Regions from separate parts of the Sus scrofa genome. Here region 1 is linked to region 2. A link is a contact called in public promoter capture Hi-C data. All regions are on one chromosome and are shown on one strand. Each heading gives the region's core, a stretch centred on a gene start, on an enhancer-like site or on the middle of the called end of the contact. The rest is flanking DNA. Distances are from core to core; before and after follow the strand shown. Region 1 holds the start of ZNF354A (zinc finger protein 354A). Region 2 holds the start of LOC102159167.

Region 1 (4,295 bases), core at 1,034-3,533, 220 kb before region 2:
AAGAGGGCATGTTTGCTTGTTCTGACCCTACATGGTATAAGACATGTAGCATCTTATTTGTCAAATCAGTAATCATACAGTGGATTGAGATTAATGAATAAAAGAGTGTCTATTAGGAAGATAAAAGAGAAACACTAGCCAAAGGGTAAGGGGTGGGTTGGAAACAAGCATTTCCTACAGAACCCACCATCTACCAGATGAGCTAACTCTTCAAAGGGAAAAGAACCTGGGCTCCAAATCCTGGCAAAGATGACTGGGTAGGGGAGTTCTCCTCATGGCACAGCAGAAACGAATCTGACAAGGAACCATGAGATTACAGGTTTGATCCCTGGCCTTGATCAGTGGGTTAAGAATCTGGCATTGCTGTGAGCTGTGCTATAGGTCGCAGACTTGGCACAGATCTGCCGTTGCTGTGGCTCTGGCGTAGGCCAGCAGCTGTAGCTCCGACTGGACCCCTAGCTTGGGAACCTCCATATGCCGTGAGTGTGGCCCTAAAAGGACAAAAAGCCAAAAAAAAAAAAAAAAAAAAAAAAAAAAGACTGGGTAGAAAACATTAGTTTGAGGGAAAAAAACAAAAAACCCAACTGTCCCTAAGACCTGAGATGGTGACAAACTCACCTGAGACCTCGCTTTGTTCTGTTCAGTAGCCATGTTCTCTTTCTGTCCTTTCCCCTGAGAATGGGCAGTTTCCAGAAGCCAGACCTGAGAGAAAAAAAGGGAGCCAAGAAAACGCCCCTTCTGCTTTCCACCCCTCAGAATCAGCAGTTCTGAAATCCTTACACCATCTGAGAATGATGTCATGTGCCCTCAGGTAGGTAAGCTGGAAGGAGCCAGGAGCAGACAGGACCAGAAAGAAGGGCTGAACCAACCTGGCTCTCTCCCAGGCTCAGAGGAAAAGAACCTAGGACTCTATCAGCTGCAGTAGCGATTCCCTGAGCTTCACCAGGTCTCAGGCACGGACCACATCTTCAGTCCCACAACACAGCTGGCACTGCGCTGTGGGACTGAACTGAGTAAAGAAATGATAATATTTTCTTGGTCCTAAAAACATTGTACCTGTTCCTGTCGTGGCCCAGTGGTTAAAGAATCCGACTAGGAACCACGAGGTTGTGGGTTCAATCCCTGGCCTTGCTCAGTGGGTTAAGGATCTGGTGCTGCCCTGAGCTGTGGTGTAGACTGCAGACACGGCTCTGATCCCACATTGCTGTGGCTGTGGCGTAGGCCGGCAACTACAGCTCCTATTAGACCCTTAGCCTGGGAACCTCCACAGGCCACGGGATCAGCCCTAGAAAAGGCAAAAAGACACAACAAAAAAAAATTGTACAGTAAGTCTTATCCTCCAAGAATATAGTATTATGTTCTAGAATAACATCGTTCAGCTACCACAACCACAGCCCCATTTTATAGATCAGGAAACTGAGGGTACTGTGGGAGCCACTAGCCCCGGTGGCACCAAGATTCCAGCTAGGGCAGGCTCCAGAGCACCTGCTCTAACCTGCCTGTGTACCTGTGACAACTTTTCTCCACCTCAAGTCTTTCCACCCAAGTCTTCTTCCCCCCCCCCCCCGCCTCTGAAAGGAAATAATTTTCAGATTTTTACAGAAAGCTCCTTTATAAAGGAAAAACAGCTCTTCTGTGACGGGGAGGGGGCTGCTGTTTTGACCGGGAACAGAAACCAAAGACCTGGGTTCCAGTCCCGGCTCTGCCAGTGGGGGAAGCCGGCGACTCACTTTCCGTTCAAGACATCATTATGCCTGTCACCCAAGAAGGCAGTTGCGATGGTAAGGGAAAGCAGTGATTTTCTCACGTTCACTGCCGGCCGGGAGCAAATTCAAACGCCTGCCGGGGCCGGGAGAATTAGCGCGCCGGTTACAGGTCGGGAGGAAGCAGGAGAGTGGCTGTGCCCGGCCAATGGGGAGGAAGCGCCCAAACTGCTGAGTTCCGGGACGGCTGGTGGGGGACAGGCGGACAGGGGCGGGGGTCCCCGGTTCTCCGCCCGCCAGCGCCCACAAAGGCCCCGCTTGCGCCTCTTGGGCCTGTGCCCCGCGCCCCGGCGCTGCATCCTTCCGAGGCCCGGTTCTCCCTACCGAAACCCTCCGACCCTCCGCCGCTCACCTTGCCCAGACCTCGGGGATTCCGGGAGGCTCCAGAACTGCCCTTGCTGGACAGCAGCTTTGGGTAGGGACCCCTCCCCGGGTGTTGCCCGGGCAGACCTCACACCGGGAAGCCACTCACGCCAGCGGCAAACACCCGGCACCCCACGCAGCTCCGGGAGGGGCGGGTGTGGGAGACCGCTAGGCCCTCTGGGAAAAGTAGTCCACGCGAGAACCCCCAAGAATTCTGGGAAGTGTGGTTCTCCGCGCATGTCTGAGAAGAAAGGTCCAGCTGAGCCAGTCACGTGTCCAAAACATATTCTGTGATCGCCTCGAGCTTTCTGAGCTGCCAGGTCTTGGGTACTTGGTTCTCCTGGAAGGAAACGGAGGTTCTCCGAGTACAGTGTCTTGTAGCTCTGCATCTGCGTAATTTATAGAAAGGCAAGTAGACAACCAACAAGAACAAACCTGTTTCCCCTTCGTTCTTTCAACAAAAGTGTATGGAGTACCTGTTATGGTGGCAGTCCCTTATTGTTAAAGATTTGAAATACCTCTGTGAGTAAAGCAGAGATCATTGCTCTGGAGAACTTTTTTGGGAGATAGGGAGTAGACAATAAGAGGCGAACGTAATTATATAACTTTTTAGGAGGTAAGTGTTATGAGAGAAAGCTGAAAGGAGAATAATGTGGGAATTTGGGACCCCTTTGCGAAAAGTAAGTCGGCCCCTGGCAGACCTCACTAAGAGGGTGAGAATGGAGGGAGCATGCCAAGGCAGGGCCGCAGGGGATGGCCATTCCAGGCTCTGAGAAGCCAACAATTTTTCTTCTTCTTCTTTTTTTTTTTTTTTTGGCAGAGAAACACAGGTTCTATATAGAAGGTTTGATAAATACAGATAAAGGGGGAAAAATGCCACCACACAAAAATAAATGGTTAACATTTTGGTAAGCATGTTTTAACAGCCCCTTGTACTCCATATTAATCTCTCCTACAGTCACACCAATCTGGTTTTAACAAAGTGGAATATTGCAGACAGCAATTGCGACCTATTTTGGTTTTTTTACCCCCTTAAGACCATGCCTTGAGTATTTGAACTTGCCAGTAAATATTCTCCCTCAGTAGTGTTTTCAATGACTTCAGTACCTTCCATTGCATTTAATTAACTTTTTTAGTTAAATATATTTAAGTTTATTTATTTAAATATATTTACCTAATATTTTACCCCTACTGTTATATTATTTCTAGTGTTTTGCTCCATTAATATCTTCGTAGCTATATCTTTGAAGATTCTTTTCTTAGTTTAAATTCCTTAAAGTTGAATTTCTGGATCAAGAAGGGTAGAATTCTAAGTACATTACTGGTTGTGTTCCTGGAAGATTTTACAATTTATATTTCCATAAGCAGTTCCTGACACTTATGCCTACTCTGGGTTTTTTCTTTTTAATGATATAAAAAAATGCTTTTGGAGTTCCCGTCATGGCTCAGCAGAAAAGAATCTGACTAGCATCCATGAGGAGGCAGGTTAGATCCCTGCCCTTGCTCAGTGGGTTAAGGTTTTGGCATTGCCATGAGCTGTGGTGTAGGTCACAGACATAGCTTGGATCCCGCATTGCTGTGGCTGTGGCTATGGTGTAGGCTGGCAGCTGCAGCTCTGATTTGACCCCTAGCCTGGGAACCTCCATATGCTGTAGGTGTGGCCCTAAGAAGACCCCCCCCAAAAAAAAACTAAGATAAAATAAAATAAATTTTTACATGTCTTTGTTCACTTAATAGAACAATTTTTATAGCTAATTTGAAATTAAATATAATGTCTTATTTATTGAACCATTTAGATATTTACTAACAAGAAGGCCAGAGAAGAGGAACAAAAGAATGAGAAGCATGGAACAGAAAATAGAGTTAAATAAAATCCTTTCTCTCTCATTAATCAAATGGCTCATAATAAACAAGATACTCAATTTCAAGGTAGGTTTATTTTTCATTTTCAGGTAAGAGTCATAATAGCTTTAAAATACATGCTGCTGTAATAAGCCAGTCACAAAAAGACAAGTATTGTATGATTCTACTTCAATGAGGTACTTTGAGCAGTCAGAATCATGGTGACAGTAAGGTGGTTACCTGGGGCTGGGGAGAGGGGCAGTGGGGAGTTATTGTTTAATGGGTACAGAGTTTTAGATTTATAAGATGGAAGAGTCCTATAGATGG
Region 2 (4,891 bases), core at 1,902-4,401:
TCAATCATCCTAGCCAACATCATAGCAGTTATTTGCCTGCCAATTCAGAGGCATGAGGAGCCTAAAGTGGCCACCTAAACTTCCAATTCATTTGGAATCATTATTGTGTCTCCTGGTGGAAGTTTTCCTCCCTCTTGAACTAAGGCCTCTAGGCCAGCAGAGTATAAGTTTGCAGGAACAGGAAGCAAACATTTTGCCAGTGGGTTACTAGGGGTATCAGTGAGGGGTTTCCACTATTTCTCATTCCCACCCCTTGATTCCTGGACCTGTGAATTTTGGCTAAGGGAAAATCAATCATATATGGGATGCTGATTCAGAGCATATACAGCCTAATGGAGAAACCTGCCCTAGACCTGCAAGGTATTCACCTAGCTGGCAGTGCAGTGAGGTCTTCAAAAGCCCAGTCCACCATTCTATCAAGCCGGCGGCTTCAGGTTTGTGGGAAATATGGTTAAGACCAGTGAATTCCATGAGCAGGGGCCCTTTGCCACACTTCATTTGCTGTGAAGTGAGTTCTTTGATCACAAAGTGCTCACTGTGAGAGTTTGTGTGGATACCATAACAATGGATAAGGCATCTTCCAGCACCATGGAATGGTGCTATATCAAGAACTCAGTGTTGGCCTCTACTACTGGCAGATTGGGCATTCAGCAATGGCCATAGCCTGGCTGGCCTTGATGGGTGGAAGTCCACGCTGCTGAGTGCAGCCTGTGTAACCCCATCTTTGCTGCCACGGCAATTTTGCTCATGAGCTTGGGTGATGATAGAGGTGGCTAGAGAAGGATACAGACTGGTGTCCACAGAACAGTTTATCATACCCACTTGATTATTAAAACTCTCCTCTGCTGAAGCAACCCATTGGTGAGCATTCACATGGGACAAGAACATTTTCACATTTTCACATTTTTTGCTCATTCAAAGATATCTATCCATGTTTCTCTTCCCCTAGATTTCCTTGTCATCAGTTCTTCAATCATGTTTCTTCCATTTCCCTGACCATCCAGCCAAACCAATGGTCACAGCCCGTGAATAGGTATATAATTGCATATCTGGCTGTTTCTCCTTCTAAGCAAAGTGAGAAACCAGGAGCACTGCTCAAAGTTCTGCCCACTGGGAGGATTTCCCTTTACCTAAGTCCTTCAGGGATGTCCCAAAGAGGAAGGGTAGTGCTGCACTGCCCACTTCCAGGGATGCCTGAATGTTGTGTGGAAACATCTGGGAACCAGGCCCAAGCTTTCTTTTCATTTATCCACTGATCAGAGGGAACTCTCAATAAGGCCATAGGAACAGGCTATGAGAGAAGAGGCAGTGCAGCAGGGGTGCAGACCATGGGACAGAATAATGGATAAATAAATTATAGTAAAGTCACACGATGGCATACTAAAGAACAATGAAAATTTAGAACCTCGGCCATATGAGAGAGATGAATCTTCCAAACGAGATGATGAGCAAAAGCAAGCTGCAGGAGCTTAGGCAGATATTTTATGTTTCTTTCAATTTTTGTATCATTCAAATTTTTTTTTTTTTTTTTTGGCTGTGCCTGCAGCATGTGAAAATTTCCAGCCACAGCAAAGCAGGATCCTTAACTACTAGGCCACCAGGGAACTCCTATTTTTTTTTCTTTTTTTCTTCTGAATCTTTCTGTTAGCTGGACTTTGGATCTCAGGGCATATATCTGCTGCATGTCTTCCAAGATTTTCAATTTTTGGTGTTCTGATGGTATTTTTCTAGAGCTGTATGGGATTTTATTACCTTAAAAATTATATATGTTAAGTGTTTTTGTTTTGATATGTTTTGTTATAGTAAAGAGGTAATTGTGTTTATTCAGTCTGCTACCTTATTTTTACTTTGTAAATCTCAATACCATCTTGCTAACAGTGGTTCATAATTGTTATTTTATTTTGCATTATTATTTTTATTGTACTAAAATACACATCACATAAAATTTACCATTTTAACCATTTTTAAGTGTATAGCACAGAGGCATTAAGCACATTTGTTGTTAGGTAACCATAACGACTAGTCACATCCAGAACTTTCTTCATTACCCCAAACTGAAACTCTGTATTTGTTAAGCAATAAATCCTCATTTCCCTCTCCCATCAGCCCCTGGTAACCACTATTCTACTTTCTGTCTATGAATCTGACTATTTTACATACCATGTATAGGTGGAATCATACAATATTTGTCCCTTTGAGTCTGCTTTATTTCCCGTCTTCAAGATTCATCCATGTTGAGGCATATATTAGATTTTCCTTCCTTTTTGTGGCTGAATAATATTTCATTGTAGGATAGACCACATTTTGTTTATTCACTCATCTGTTCATTGACACTTTGGTTGTTTCTACCTTTTGACTCCTATGAATAATGTTTCCATGGACATTATTAGTGTATAAGTACCTGTCTGAGGTTTTGCTTTCAATTATTTTGGGAATATTCCCAGAAGGGCAATTGCTGGATTATATATGGTAATTCTATTTTTAATTTTTTAAGGAACTGCCATAACTATTTTCCAAAGCAGCTGCACTATTTTACATTCTCACCAGCAATTCACAAGGATTTAATTTCAACAAGTCTTCACCAACACTTGTTGCTTTCTGTATTATTCTGTTTTTGGTTTTTATTTTATTTTTTTTGCCTTTTTGTCTTTTTGTTGTTGTTGTTGCTATTTCTTGGGCCGCTCCCGCGGCATATGGAGGTTCCCAGGTTAGGGGTTGAATCGGAGCTGTAGCCACCGGCCTACGCCAGAGCCACAGCAACGCAGGATCCGAGCCGCGTCTGCAACCTACACCACAGCTCACGGCAACGCCGGATCGTTAACCCACTGAGCAAGGGCAGGGACCGAACCCGCAACCTCACGGGTCCTAGTCGGATTCGTTAACCACTGCGCCACGACGGGAATTCCTACGGTTTTTATTACATACTCATTTTCCGCTCTTATTATCACTATCATAATAGAAATAAAAAGCGTGCAGAAGAGGATCCGAGGTTACATCAGAGGCTGGTAGACAAGGTTTCAGGCTCCTCGGGTTTCCAGCAGGACCCCTTCCTCTAGCCTTCCTACCCTTGGCCCTTCTCAGACACTGTATGGGCCCGTGCCGTGGAGACTTCTGGGAAATAGAGTTCGAAAGGAAAAGCGCTGCGGTTCTCCTGTGCGCAGGCGCTTTTGCGCCCGTCGGCCTGTCGGCGGCGGCAACAAATATCCCTACGCTAGGTGTACCGCTTGCCTGCAGTGCTGTCTGCCTCTTCGAGTCCCCGCCCCGGCGAGCCCAGGTACAGCCAGTAAGAGTGGGTCCGGGGTGTGCGGCTCCTGCGGCGGGGCCAGGACAGAGGGCCAGCCGGGGCGGGAGTCCCAGCTGCGGGCGTCCAAGCCAAGGCGGCCTCGGCAGGTGAACGCGGCCCGAGGAGGGGGCGTTGCCCGGGGAGGTTCCCCCGTCTGTCCCCTGGGCCTCAGTCTCCGCCCAGGCTTCTGGAGAAAGGTCCCCCCAAAAGGTTGAAGGATGCTGTGTCTTGTTTCAGTGTTCACGAACCCCGGGGCGTTTTTTGGCTTTTAGCATTTGCTGGTTTTACTCCCCAGAGTTAAAATTTATTTTTTTATGTTTACCCATTTTTGCTAACCATGCTTTCTTGTTCTTCCAGAGTGAATCCTAAGTGATTTAACTATTTTCTTTTTTTGTAATTTTTGAGTGATTTTGTCCGCTAAGTTATTTCCCTTTTCTTTAAATTTTAAGTTCATTTCTATCCAACGAAGGTGTTTCTTCTGAGCCTTGTATATTTTGGGGACGGGGGAAGGGAAGGTAGGTGGTTAATATTTCCTTTTGCTTTTTTTTTTTTTTTTTTTTTTGTCTTTTTGCCATTTCTTGGGCCGCTCCCACGTATATGGAGGTTCCCAGGCTAGGAGTCTAATCGGAGCTGTAGCCACCGACCTACGCCAGAGCCACAGCAACTCGGGATCCGAGCCGCGTCTGCGACCTACACCACAGCTCACGGCAATGCCGGATCATTAACCCACTGAACAAGGCCACGGATAGAACCCGCAACCTCATGGTTCTTAGTCGGATTCCTTAACCACTGAGCCATGACAGGAACTCCTCCTTTTACATTTAAGGAGCTTTGGTAACTCTTCATAAAGGAAACACAACTTCCAAGAGGAATAGTTGGTTGGCTACGCCTGAAAAGTACACCAGTTCTTCACATGGCATTTGAAGAATTTTTATAATCACAACTGTATTTTTTTCCTCTCTCTCTCTTTTTTTTTGGCCGCTCCAAGGCACATGAGCCACAGCTGCGATCTAAGCCCCAGCTGGTGCAACCGCAGATCCTTAACCCACTGTACTGGGCCAGAGTTGGACCTGCGTCCCAAGCTCTCCCGAGATGATCCTATTGCACCACAGTGGAAACTTCCATAATTGTAATTATTATAGCTCAAAATATCTAAATGCAGGTGCTTGGCATATTTATGTCATTTCTCATTAATTTAGCATCTCCGTGAGCCCAATGTGACTGCTCTTTACACTGTCAATGCTTGTCAGACAGTGCTAGTTGGATTCATCTTTATTCATAAACCAGTGGCTGAAAGGTAGCAGGCCCAGTGACTGGAAGTCGCTTACTGTCCACTCCTGGTTTTGGTGGTCACGCCCAGGGCTCCTCCAGCTCTGATCTGCACAGTTCTCAATGTGTGATTTCTAACCTGGTCTGAGCCTAATGAGTGTGGGAGTGCAAACAGGATGGCAAAACCTCACGGTTTCTTTTTCTCTTTCAGGTACCTTCTCCAAAAGGGGCAGCAGAGGGAGAAATGGCCACAAGGTTGCTGCCAGCCCAGGCTCTGGTGAGTGACGGCTTGTTTTTTTTCTTTCTTTTTTCTTTTTAGGGCTGCACACGAGGCATTGG

What was found. Promoter capture Hi-C pulls out the DNA fragments that hold promoters and counts their contacts.
Region 1: a contact with region 2 is called in a promoter capture Hi-C map of liver, with 9 times the contacts expected there. The contact joins the promoter of ZNF354A here to the promoter of LOC102159167 in region 2. A contact is called at or near these places in 1 of 5 promoter capture datasets (liver) and 1 of 47 Hi-C or Micro-C datasets (liver).

The regions. Positions count from the first base shown.
Region 1 is chr2:79,668,424-79,672,718 of Sscrofa11.1, reverse strand. ZNF354A (zinc finger protein 354A) reads right to left here and starts at 2,283. Exons shown (of 5, transcript XM_021084345.1): 1 at 2,116-2,283; 2 at 619-1,285. The coding sequence starts at 801. It overlaps LOC106507314, which reads left to right and starts at 2,403. Exons shown (of 6, transcript XM_013987544.2): 1 at 2,403-2,534; 2 at 3,923-4,055. The coding sequence starts at 3,963.
Region 2 is chr2:79,452,429-79,457,319 of Sscrofa11.1, reverse strand. It overlaps LOC102159167, which reads left to right and starts at 3,151. Exons shown (of 12, transcript XM_021085149.1): 1 at 3,151-3,274; 2 at 4,764-4,829. The coding sequence starts at 4,797.